2 separate regions of the Mus musculus genome follow, and region 2 is linked to region 1. A link is a contact called in public ChIA-PET data. All regions are on one chromosome and are shown on one strand. The core of a region is the stretch at or near the end of the contact, and the rest is flanking DNA. Distances in the headings are between cores, read along the strand shown.

The links. ChIA-PET counts read pairs in DNA pulled down with a chosen protein or histone mark.
Region 2: a contact with region 1 is called in an RNA polymerase II ChIA-PET map of memory CD8 T cells, with 157 read pairs. The contact joins two enhancer-like sites. A contact is called at or near these places in 3 of 115 datasets of contacts at active chromatin or transcription factors (CD8 T cells, effector CD8 T cells and memory CD8 T cells) and 1 of 9 other capture datasets (adipose tissue).

What each region holds. Positions count from the first base shown.
Region 1 is chr2:11,214,397-11,220,777 of GRCm38.p6, reverse strand. The region is part of intron 1 of Prkcq (protein kinase C, theta); the gene reads right to left. Among named protein-coding and RNA genes, the nearest start is that of Prkcq, 45 kb to the right of the region's middle. Within about 2 kb of position 2,412, at least 47 of the 459 cell types and tissues checked have an H3K27ac peak or open chromatin away from gene starts, as enhancers often do. A contact at or near this core is called in CD8 T cells, adipose tissue, effector CD8 T cells and 1 more, where this site is marked.
Region 2 is chr2:11,371,712-11,378,092 of GRCm38.p6, reverse strand. The region is part of intron 1 of 8030442B05Rik (RIKEN cDNA 8030442B05 gene); the gene reads left to right. Among named protein-coding and RNA genes, the nearest start is that of Gm13291, 10 kb to the left of the region's middle. Within about 2 kb of position 2,797, at least 199 of the 459 cell types and tissues checked have an H3K27ac peak or open chromatin away from gene starts, as enhancers often do. A contact at or near this core is called in CD8 T cells, adipose tissue, effector CD8 T cells and 1 more, where this site is marked.

The DNA.
Region 1 (6,381 bases), core at 1,163-3,662:
ATTACTTTGAAGGCCATAGAGTCTTGTGAAGGTAGGGCCCTGATGACAGAGGTAGGTCACTGGGATGGCCTTCAAAGTTACATGCTTTTCTGGTTCTGACCTGTGTTCTTTGCTTATTGATATAGCAAGTTGTGAACAACCCCACCACGTAGTCCTACTTGCATAGAGCCCCAAAAGCGTCATTATGATTAAATTGGCTGAGTGCCTAAGAAATTACTGTGACTCTTCATTGAGTTAAATCAATAGTTCTTAGCTGGACAGTGGTGGTACATGCCTTTAATCCCAGTACTTTGGAGGCAAAGGCAGAGAGGCAGAGGCAGAGGCAGAGGCAGAGGCAGAGGCAGAGGCAGAGGCAGAGGCAGAGGCAGAGGCAGAGGCAGAGGCAGAGGCATGCCAACTGGTCTACAAAGCAAGTTCCAGGACATCCAGAGTTACACAGAAAGAAAGAACAAAAATAAATCAAAACAAAAGAATATATATATAATACACACACACACACACATATATATATATAGCATTATTTCGTTTCTGGGAGACATAATATATTTAGCAGCCTGAGGATTTGTGCAGTTACATGTCTCCTTTGGGTCCCATGAAGATCACAACTGTGCTTACCCATCTTCCCTGCTCTCTGACTTATCCTTCTTTGCACAACAAATGACCCTGAGACTTAAATACCAGCCATTTATTTTTGCTTGCAATTAATTGCAATCAAATAGAATTGTGCTCAGTTGGACAGCTCAGATCTTATGTCACATGAGCCAGCACAGTGGGGACAGCTAGGACAGCCCAGCTTCTCTCTCCATGAGGTCCCTCATCCTCCCGGAAGTGTCTTGGGCTTGTCAGTATGGCAGTTGCTCTAGAAGAGGATGAGAGGGAAGGACACTGCTGGGCCTTTCAAGGCTAGGCACTGAACTCAGACAACGTACTTCAGCCTCATATATAACTGGTCAAAGATTTCGGGGCAGCTTTGACTTCAGGGGCGGGTGATAGGCTCTCTTGACTAGAAGACCGTTAAAGAATCTGTGGTTTGTTTTAATACCTTACCATGCCTATCTTCTCAAGCGCTGAGCATTAAGTACTGGAAACATTATTATTTTGTAGACAGGCCAAACATTGTCAATTAAACTAGAATCCAATGCTTAGCGCCAGACTTTTACTTTACGCTTATGCAAAGGTCCTTTTTTGGTATGTGTTCATCAGGTGTATGTTTTTGTGTAGGGTGGTGTATATGTGTGGTTTCTGAGCATGTATGTATGTGGGTGCATCTGATTGTGGGCCTGTTCAGAGACCAGAGGATGTGCAGTGCCTTATTCTAATCCCCTCTTCCTCTTTTTCTTTAGACAGGGTATCTAACTAAACCCAGAGCCTCATGGGCAGTCTGTGGAATGGCAGGCATGGAGATGTTACCTTTTACAGGAGGAGATGTAATCTAAGGTTCTGTTGCTTGTGTCAAGTTAACTCTGAAAAGATAAGCTCTATGATGCTATTGTCTTTGCAGCCCCAGCACTATCTCTGAGATGCTGTGGCTTTGCAGTCTTCTGAGGGACAAGCTGGTGCTTGGTGAAGAAAACTGTACCACCTGGTACAGGGGAGCAAACTTAGGGCCTGGGCCCGAGTCAAAGGACACCTCGATGAGAAGCTGAGGCTGAAGTCCCTGGGTACAGGGTCTTCCCTGTCATCTAACCTTTATTGGGAATATACACATAGGCATAGGGACTGTGGGAGGAGCAAAGAGATGAAGGTGCTCATAGGTTTGCAAGTGAGACCATCTCAGAACAAAGTCAACTCCATCGTATCCCATTTCTATATCTTAAGCAAATGTCTGAAACTCTGTGACTAAATTCTTCTATGTGCAAATCGAGGCATAAAGTAGACATACTTCCTAGGAGTCTCTGAGGGGTTGGATCTGTCCATGTTCTGAAGATTCAAAGAGTTAACCCACAGAAAATGCTTTTGAATGGCCAGTGGAGAAGTAAGCTATGGTTTTCCCAGATACCCTTCGAAGATTTTCCCATATAGCCTTTGAAGTGCTTCCTGATGAAAATATAACAACTCACACTACGGATCAATCCATATGCCTAGAATAAGCCTTAATTACTGGCCAAGTTGATGAGCTGACTCAAATATTTATTCAATAAACACTAGCTAAACCATCAAATGGGTTGTAAGGTGTTTTACTGGATACATGGATGTGATTGGGAGTTAGTTCCAGATAAGCTATGAGAACTCAATTTGGGGTTAGCCTCTCCTCCTAGAGGGGATTGGGAAAGGAGACGGTGAGCTTCTTCGCTTTCTTGCCCTCTTATCCTACAAGGAGTGCTGTGATGGTGTCAGGGACAGGATGAGAAACAGAACTGTCACTGCAGGGGACACCAATGGCAACACACTTCTGTGTTTACTGCTGCATTAACACCACACCCCACTTCCTCCTAAGGGTGTGTGACACTTTTCAGAGAAAATACAACGTTCACTGGTATCACCACAATGAGCGGAAATAGCTGTCCCCAGATGAACTGATAGTTTATGCAAAATAGTGTTAGGTGGAGTCCTCCATGTGCTAGTGTGGATGGACAATGCTGATGCGGGCCATTTCTGTCACATAAAGGATGCTGCAGGCAGAAGGGAAATAAATGTGAGCAGATATGTGTGTGTGTGCCTGAGTCTGTGTGAATTGCCTGTGTCTTGTTCTTACACTGAAGCATTCTCACTTATAAATGAGCAGGTTGTAAAAATTTAGTCAAAGTTTGAAGCTTCAACTCCATGAAAACTATAAAATTAGGCAACACTTTCATTTCTGGGCCAGCCTGCTGACTTGCCCATTTAGAAGGAGGTCAAAATAAATGTATTCTATAAAACCCATTACTTTCTGCTACTGCTCCAATGTACAGGCCGCTCGATTTGTTTTTCCTCTGACATTCCATTAACTGTGGGTTGACTAATCAGTTAATTGAGGCCTAATTCCTTTTTAAACATTTAAAAATGGTATTTTCATTTTTCTATCTGTGTGTATGAGCATTTGTGCATGGGGAGAGGGTGTGAGGAAGCACATGTTTCACAGCATGCAGATAACATGTTCCACAGCATGCATGCAGATAACATGTTCCACAGCATGCATGCAGATAACATGTTCCTCAGCATGCATGCAGATAACATGTTCCACAGCATGCATGAAGATAACTTATAGGAGCTGGATTTCTTCTTTTACCATGTGGATCCTGGGATCAAAATCAGTTATAACATATAAAATACAAATTAGTTTGAATGAAAGGATTAGTTTGGCTGTATTTTTGGCCACAACAGGAGCAGGTACTACATATCTGAAGGATGGAGGCAGAAGCTTAGTAATACCTAAAACGTGTCCTGGGGATCTTCCAATAGCAGCATCACCTGAGAAGTCTCTAGCACCCTGGACCTGCTATGTTAAAACTATAGCACTCAGCAAGCTAGGCTTCAGCAAGTACTCCAGGTTCCTGCGATGCCCACTCTAGATACAGAATCTGCACTTGAGCGAACCACACAAGGCGAGGCCTGCATTGTCTTACTCCCTTATTCTGCACAGTATCTTGCCCAGTGCTTGCGTCTTAGGAGGTTCTAAATCTGTCCTCCTCAACCAGGTTGCTGTTACTCCAAGTGAACACGTGCTCAAGACTAGAGACACTAGAGCTGATGTAAACAGAGGGGTCAGATGCTATTGCCTGAAGGTTAAAGCCAGGGTTATTACGAAGCAACCCACAATGCTCAGGGTGCCACCACCCACTAAACAGGGCAGCATAGCTGAAGATAAGACGCCTCTTCTCAATTAGTGACTAAAGTGGCAGCAGCAAGAACCTCTCCCTGGTCCATTCTCCCCATCTGCCAGCACCACTTCACGTTCAGTGACTTCTAGGCTCACAGTGAGAAGGAAACACAGGGAGTAAGCATAATCAGTCTTTCTCTCTCTCCCTCACTCCCATCTCATCCAGGGTGCATGGAAAACCTAGGGATTGACCTACAATACGTTCACAATGAACCAGTGAATGGATGGATCAAATAAAACAAAGCAATTACGCTAGTTCTTTTTGTTTCACGGTGGCCACATCCTTGACAGGAACAAAGGGTGAATGATTCATGATGGCTTACAGTTTCAGAGAGTTTTCGTCCATCATAGTGGGGAAGGGAGAGCAGAGCCACTCAGTGCACTTCACTGGAGGCATGTGACAGAGGCCATTCATGTCAGGGCAGGCCAGAAGTACAGACAACAGAATTCAGGGAGGGGATTTAACCCTCAAGCAGCTGGCCTACATGACCTTCTATCAGTAACCTTCCCCCCTTAAAGTCTCCACAGCCTCTCCACCTAGCATTAACAGGTTTTCTGTTTTCATTCTGTTGTTTGACAAATACCAGGATCAAAAGATACTCAGGAAGAAAGGGTGTATTTGGCTTTCACTTCCAAGTCACACTCCATCACTGAGGGAAGTCAGGGGAGGAACTCAAGCAGGAGCTTGAACCGGAAATTATGGAGGAATGCTGCTTCCTGACCTATAGGCTCATGCTTTTTTATATAGGCAAAGGTCACCAGTCTAGGGAATTGTACCACCCACAGTGGACTGGGGCTGCTGACGTCAATCAAGACAATCCTCCTCATGCCCATAGGTAAAGCTAATCTGGGAAATCCTTCAGTTGAAACTTTCTCTTCAGGTGACTCTGAGCTGTGTCAAGTTGACAGTTAAATCTATCTGGGGCACCAACTAAGGGACACTCATTCAAAACGTGAAACTGGGGGATATTTCCAACTCAAATTATAAGAGCAATGAATAAATCAGAGAGGGATCCCCTAATCTCTTCCACTGTGAAGATTAAAATGTTCCTTATAGACATTTGGTCTGGATTCTCATGGAGCAGACAAGCAGACAATGGAATTGAAACTCAGAGGAACCAACATGAGATATCTGTCTACTCTGTGGTAGAAGAGGGAGTAGGAGCCAAGAGTCCATTGTCTTCCCACTGCCTGAACCTACTGTTCTGACATGCATGAAGACAACTGAATGATGGGATTTGCTCCAGCTCAGAATATTAATGCTGCTCACACCTAAAGCTGGCTCAGTCAGCCTGACGAAAGCCTGGCCCCTTCCAGGTCTTTTCTCTGTTTGCTGGAGGTCATGCTGTGCACTGTTCAACTTTGACCTTCCCTGCTATAATGGATCGAGATCTCTAAAACCTGGGGTTACATGTAGTAAGACCTTCCTCCTTTAAGTTGCTTACGCCAGGCATTTTGTCACAACAAAAACTGTAACTAATCCAAGTGTATCAAGTAGGTTTCCTAAGAAAAACAAAGAGGGTTGAGCTCTCATAGAAAGTGGGATTTAAAAACCTTGTTACTTCACTACAGAGTTTGAGAAACATTGTAATAACACAGTATTTGAATCATAATTTTTGCTACAATGTAATCTAGCTGATGCTCTATTTGCCTTTTTATCCTCCTCACAGGGATTTCAGCAGCACTGTCTAGCATTTGTTTCACTCAATGGATCTTCATTTTACAGAACGAGTTTAGAGCCAAACCAGGCAGAGACGTGCAGAAGGTTCCCCCAAGCCCTGTTCTGCTCACACAGAGCTTTGCCACCATCCACATCCCTACCCAATACACCTAGTTCAATCACCACTGTCATACAGAAAGTACAGTTTTCAGTAGAGTTCATTTTTGGTGCTGTACGTTTTATAGTTTCCTATCACCAAATAAGGCCATGTTCCCGCAATGACAGGATTCATAGGGAGCAGCATTACTGTCCTGAAAACCCTTTGTGCTCCGTATAACCGTCTCTCCCCTCCATCAGTCAGAATAGACACAGATCATTCTGTGTCATCATGGGAATAATGTGGAATTGATGTTAGACCAGATGGTCAGGTACACAGAAGAAAATAAAAGATCCTGAAGCAGATGAAGATAAGCATGCATGAGTATATAAGTTCTGGATGTAATGAGAGCTAGACTGAAAGTCGGGAGGAAAGTGAAGATGTGCTTAGTAAATGGGACTATGTTCTCTAATTGAAGCCTATATCACAGTCAACATCAAATTAAAATTTTGGCAGATGGAAGCTATTTTGAAATGAAACCAGTCAACCACTGAAAGTACTAGAAATGTAGATTAATGATTAGGATCTTTTGGAACTAGGAAGAGCTTCCCAGGTATGACACCACAGAGACACTCAACAAGGAAACTATTTTATGTAACAGCCAATTGTGAGGAATGCTTACAAAGCATTTTAAATGACAGACACGTCTTTGTAAAACATGCGTGTGACTACACGCATGACACATATGTAAAATCTCTTAACCATCAGGAAAAAGACAAACACCCTAAGAAAACTACAGAACAAGCCCAGTACAGGCAATATATG
Region 2 (6,381 bases), core at 1,548-4,047, 160 kb before region 1:
TGTAACTCCAGTTTCAGGGCATCTGATACACTTTTCTCACCTCTGTAGGCATGGGGTACAAAACTGGCATAGACATACGTGCAGGGCAAAACACTCACACATTAAAAAAGGAGGAGAAGAGGAGGAGGAGGAGGAAGAAGAGGAGGAGGAAGAGGAGGAAGAAAGAAACAAGACTAAAATAAGTTAGAATATTTGCATAAAGTTCCAGAAATAAATGAAGAACAAGATTTGAATGTGTCTACGTGGTTCCAAGGCAACCTATATACCAAAGTGCTCCACTAGGCTGGGTTTGTAATGGCTTCTATGTCCTGAGACAAACTCAGAATTCATCCCAGCCAATGAATCTCAATCGCCCAGACACAAAGCAGATCTTATGAAAACAGTCATTTGATAGTCTTTAATGTAAAGGACTTTAAGCACAACCTGTTGCGATTTACCCTGGTTTCTAAAATTTACTTTAAAAGCTCAGAAAAAAAAAAACCCCACAGTATAAATCTTCATGGTAATGAGTAATTTTGCTAGAGGCTTATCATAACTGCTCAAGTACACATTCCAAACCAGTCACATATTTACTAGATCTTACAGCTCCAGAGACAAGAGCCAGAGGAGCAATGTCTTCTAGGACATGCTTCCGGACAGCAGAATTATAAATTCAGTCTTTTCCTGTGTTAGTGGCAGAATGTCTGACAGAGCAACTAAAGGAAGTATTAGCTCACTTAGGCTCACAGAGAATTCAGTCCCTTAGGGCGGGGGAAGCCACAACAGCAGGAGCAGGAGGCAGCTGGCCTTGCTGCATTGGCAGTCAGGAAGCAGGGAGAGAGGAATGTTGATTCTTAGTTATGAGCTCTGTCTCTCTGTCTCTCTGTCTCTCTGTCTCTCTCTGTCTCTCTCTCCTCTCCCCCCGACCCCATTCTGGGAACTTAGCCCATAGGGCCATGCTGCTCATACTCATCGGACTCTTCTCACCTCACTTACACCTCTCTGGAAATGTCCTCATTAACACTCTAAAGGTGGATCTCCTAGGCAAGTCTAAATCCAGTTAAGTTGACCATGAATATGAACCACTACAACCACCAAGCACACACACACACACACACACACACACACATCCCACAGGCATGCGTGCACACACTCGTACCATGCGCCGTCACAACTACTAAGCTGAGCAGGTACTCTTGTCTCCTCAGTGGGAGCACTGTCTTGCTACTGGCCTTCAAATCAGCACCTACGCTTCTTAAGGTGTAATTATTTTAATTTTGCACAGGTACAGCTTCAAATTATCTGCCGTGTCATACTATGTTTGCTCTGTCCAACTGACATTTGCGATGAGATAATTATTTAGCCAATGGAGAGATGGCGAGATTAGAGATATACAGAGTCCATCAGGTGACAAATATTTCCTCTTAAACCAGGCAAGCAGTTTGGTATACAAGACAATATTAATGAAGTTAGAAGAGATAATTACATTGTCAGGTGTGGATAGTTAAAGGAACCACAAGTCTATAGTCACACGACTGTGGGAAGAACTGAGAATCTGGGAAATCATTATCTAACCCTTTAGCGTTCTCTATATGTTTGGGAAGAGACAGCTCACCAGTGCGCAGTTCCATTGCACACCAGGATGTGGGAAAGAAAGATCCAGGAAGGCTATGAAAGTGACGACAGAGCCTCAGAAAGGTGAAGCTGCTCTGTGCATTTGAACGTCACCTCATACTTTATAGCTGCTGTAACTTCCTAGTAGGTTTCGTTTCTTGGAATAAGGCAGCGTGTAAATAAATACTCCTTGCTAAGCACACGTGCTACTTCTGAAGCCTTTTAAAACTTCATGTTGCACAGGTGACATGAATCTTGGCCAGAAGCCACTCACTGCAAGCATTTCTTCTGCTGCCTCTCTGCTACGTGTAGCAGAGTGAAGGTCACCATCCCTTATAGTCTGGACATAACTTACATGGGATCTCGGGTGTAAGACAGCAAGCGGCAGTATACCTAGCTGGACAAAGGCAGTTGTCTGAGAAAGAGATTCAAATCTAGAGGAACTACTTGGAGCAATTGGAATCCCATCTAAATACCAGTGAGAAAGGATCACATTGCTTCAACAGTGGGAGGCATTCCTGTTGAATACCAACAGGTATAGGCTCAGACTACACCTAGCACAGGAATGACAATGGAATGTCCTGCCACTCTAGGTAGAAGGTGACAAAGTAACAAGTAACAAAGTAACAAAGTAACAGGGGTTTGGTTTTCTGCCAGGTGGCTGCAGAGACTCCTATACCCCGACTGTGTGTTCCCCGGTGTGGAGAATGTCCTGGGGGGGGGGGTCTGTTAATCCTCCCAACCATCTTCTTTGCAACTGGCCTCTAGCTCCTTTCCAATTTGATGACTCAGAATTTCTAAATAAGAGAAAGGGGGACAGGGTCTTTTGGTTTTTCTTTTACCCACTTCTAAGCTTTTTGTTTTTTTGTTTTTGTTTTTGTTGTTGTTGTTGTTTTGTTTTGTTTTGTTTTTTGCTTTTTGAGACAGGGTTTTTCTGTGTAGCCCTGGCTGTCCTGCAACTCACTCTATAGACCAGCCTGGCCTCGAACTCAGAAATCCTCCTACCTCTGCCTCCCAAGTGCTGGGATTAAAGGAGTGGGCCACCACGCCCGGCTCACTTCTAAGCTTTTGTGTTCTGTTCGAAAAGTCAACTTGGGTTTTCTTGAAAAATCACATATAAACGAAGAGAAGGCCACTAAGGGTAGAGAGGCATGGTTTCTTGTAGTGACTTCCTGCTTCTGCCAAGGCAGACAGCCTGTGTCCTCAGCTCACCCTGGCTCTGGGAGCTGTATGCAAATAAGTGGTTTCAGTGCCTGCCCATAAGAGACTCATGAAGCAAGCAGAAACGAAACAAAAACAAACAAAGCTAAACCCAAAAACCACTGTTACCACCAACTACAAAAAACGCCTCATGACCAATGAATTCCATGAGATTCTTGTGGAGTGTGTGTGTGTGCTAGGGGGCTTTGGGGGACCCACTCTGCTTTGCCCTTTTAGCTGTGAGCGCTCTCAGGACTCACTTCCCTAATGAACTGTACTCAAGAATGGCAAAGAATTCAAAGCATTCACAGGATATATATATATATATATATATATATATATATATATATATATATATTTATAGCCATGTGGATTGCTATTTCTAAGGCTAATTTTCTTTGATGGGAAAACAGAAAAAGCAGTCAGGAGTCTTAAACCAATTTGCTAGACTTATTTCACAACTAGCCTTGATGGTAACCTTTTTCCTTTATTTTTTTTTTTAATTATTTATTTTAGTGAGTGTCGAGTCTCACTTGATAGCTCCAAGCAGGTTTTTGGATTTGTAAGCTTTCTGCCTTCTCCTCTGCACTGCTGGGATGGGTAGGCATGAGCTACCACACAGGGTGAAGTTGTGTTGTTGTAGTTGGTTTTGGTACTGGGGCTGTTAAGCAAGATGTATGTCTACCATTGACATACAGAGTCCCAACTCCGTAGAAAACAAAGTGAGGTAGGGTCTCACTGAGTTGCACAGATTGGCCTTGAACTCACTCTGTAGCTCATGTAGACTTTGAACTTGACAACCTTCTGCCTTAACTTGATGAGTATCTGGGATTAAATAAAGTCCTATGCTACAGGGTCCTGATAAAAGTGGATTTTTGTTTTTGTTTTTTGTCTTTTTTTTTTTTTTTTTTTTTTTTTTTTTTTTTTTTTTTTGGTCATTGCTATGTCCAAAGCAGGAGAAGAGAGGAAGAATTTGTTCTGATTCACAGTTCATGGCAGCAAGGCAAGGGAGCGTGAACATCAGAGAACTGTTCACATTGCACCCATAGTCAGGAGGCAGAGGGTAGTGAATGTTCTCAGCTAGCTTTCTCTATTTTACGGAATCCGGCTCATAGACAATGCTGCCCACATTTAGAGTGGGTCTTCCCAGTTCAAAGAACTTAATCTAGAACACCCAACTGGACATGCCCTAGGAAATACCCAGAGGCCTGTCTCTTCAGCAATCTTATAAGTTGATATTCAATATTAGTCTAGGTAGAAGGACAAAGTAACAAAGTAACAGGGGTCTGGTTTTCTGCCAGGTGCCTGCAGAGATGCACTTTTCATCTGCAAGAATTTTAAAAGGCCAACACCATTGCTGCCATTCAACAGTCATGGGTAGGCTGTGCAGCAGGGTCCCTGCCACAAGGACAAACCTCTCTGCTCTTTGGTTCTGCACTTCTGATAGCCATGTTTGATTTTAATAGTCACCTTCTAAGTGGCACCTATTGATCATGTGATCATCCAGATCTGTGTTTTACCCCAAAGCTGAATGAGAAATGGGAAACCCAGACAGGAAAAACTGAGCTTTGTTATGTGAGGAGTATATAAAATAGATTCAATCAGGAAATAGCTATATTTGTCTCTATTTGCGGTGGTCAAAGATAACAATCGGGACAGATTCTTTAGTTCGTCATTTCCCCTTACGTTCATTCCTAAGCATGGTCTTTAGGTAATTAAGACTTCATTTAAGAGATAAGTGGTCTAGAGTGGTCTAAATAAAACATGGGCCGTGTACACTTCCTCCAGGAACTTTTCAGGCTTCAGGTGGGACCACTACGACAATTGATTAGAAAGCAGTCCCGAATCTGTCTGCTGACCTCTCTCCTTTTCTCCTGTGTATTTTCTAAAGCTTATGTTACCTTAGGTTCATGGGAGCCATTTCAAGATATTTTAAAATATTTTTAGAGCTGAGTGCAAATTTTTACTTTTGATATTTATATTAAGGAGGCAAATAAAAAAGTTAGGGGCTGGAGAGATGGGTCAGTGGTTAAGAGCTCTTGTTGACGCGCATCTAGAGGACCTGAGTTCAGTTACAACTCTTGACATTATGTGGCTCACAACTACCCATGACTCCAGATTCAAGGAGTTTGATGCCCTTGTTTAGCCTTCTCAGGAACCCAAACACATGCGACACACACACACACACACACACTTTTTTTTTTTTTTTTTTTTTTTTTTATGTTTAGAGTAGCCTAACAGAAGAGAGCCGGAAGAGGCAGGAAGCAAAGTTTGGAGGGTCGGCAGGAGCAGTGAAGTGATTCTGGAAAATGATTCTTAGCAAAGGAGAGAGCCGGATCATAGGAAGGATTTGTGAGGCACTGGGCAGTTAGAATGATCAACATGCAGCCATTGGTGGGGTGCAGCAAGGAGAGTGGGAGCCCGAACAACAGCAGGAAAGGTTGCTTTTGTCGGGCAGTGGTGGCACACGCCTTTAATCCCAGCACTTGGGAGGCAGAGGCAGGTGGATTTCTGAGTTCGAAGCCAGCCTGGTCTACAGAGTGAGTTCCAGGACAGCCAGGGCTACACAGAGAAACCCCGTCTCAAAAAAATCAATCAATCAATCAATCAATCAATCAATCCAGGGCTACACTGAGAAACCATGCAACCATGCCTAGAAAAAAGCAAAAAGGAAAGGTTGCTTTTGTATCTGGTGTGCTCAGGACCCTGTCCCGATGGAGAACAAGTTCACCACAGTGACCCTAGCCTGTGCTGTGGGAGTTCCTGTGACTTCTCAGATGTCTCTTCTCTCTTGCTCATCTCTGAGTTGTCTGGATGGGAGAAGGGCATCTCCCATAGTGTCCCATGCATTCCAAGTGGTCATCTCCCATAGTGTCCCATGCATTCCAAGATGCTGTCAACCCTCTGCTCTGTCATACAGGCTCCTCCTTGCCCTTAGACAGACAGTACCTTGTCTGCCTGCGTAGAGAGCACTAACTTTTCGAGTGTCTTCTACTCCATTTAGGGAATCTGTTCCCCACTTACTGGTCTGTTTTTCCCAGAGAGGATTCTCAGCTGACTGACCTCTTATTCTCCAGCTTCTTTGTCCAGGCATGGTGTCAAAAGTATGAGCAGGCCTAGGCTCATACTTCAGGAAACCATTTTCTCTGCCAGTCTCTCTGCTGGTCTACTCGGCTCCACGGAACTGTCCCATAGGCTCATTCAAGTGGAGGGTTGCTGTAGGACATCGATTTTAGAGTCCTCAATGGGTTCATGGATGCTGTAAAGCCCAGCACCACGCTGTCCAGATGGTCCAGATGCAAGGACTGTCCAGCTAGACCAAACACATAGAAGACCCTTTCATGATGGTGTGACTAAAGTCCAGGTGTGTCTAATAGTCCAGCTGTCACTTGATCCCAAGTTCTAACACCCACTGAGGGCCGAGCATAGGCCAGGTATTGGGGAGAGATGATGTGCTTATGTGGGAACAAACAAACAACAAACAACGTAGGCTATGCTCTGAGGGAATCCAGACGATGGTGCCTGTTAAACAGACAGCTCTGTTGTACAGGAGGAAACCAGAGTAGTCTGGAGTCTGTTCGTTTGTAT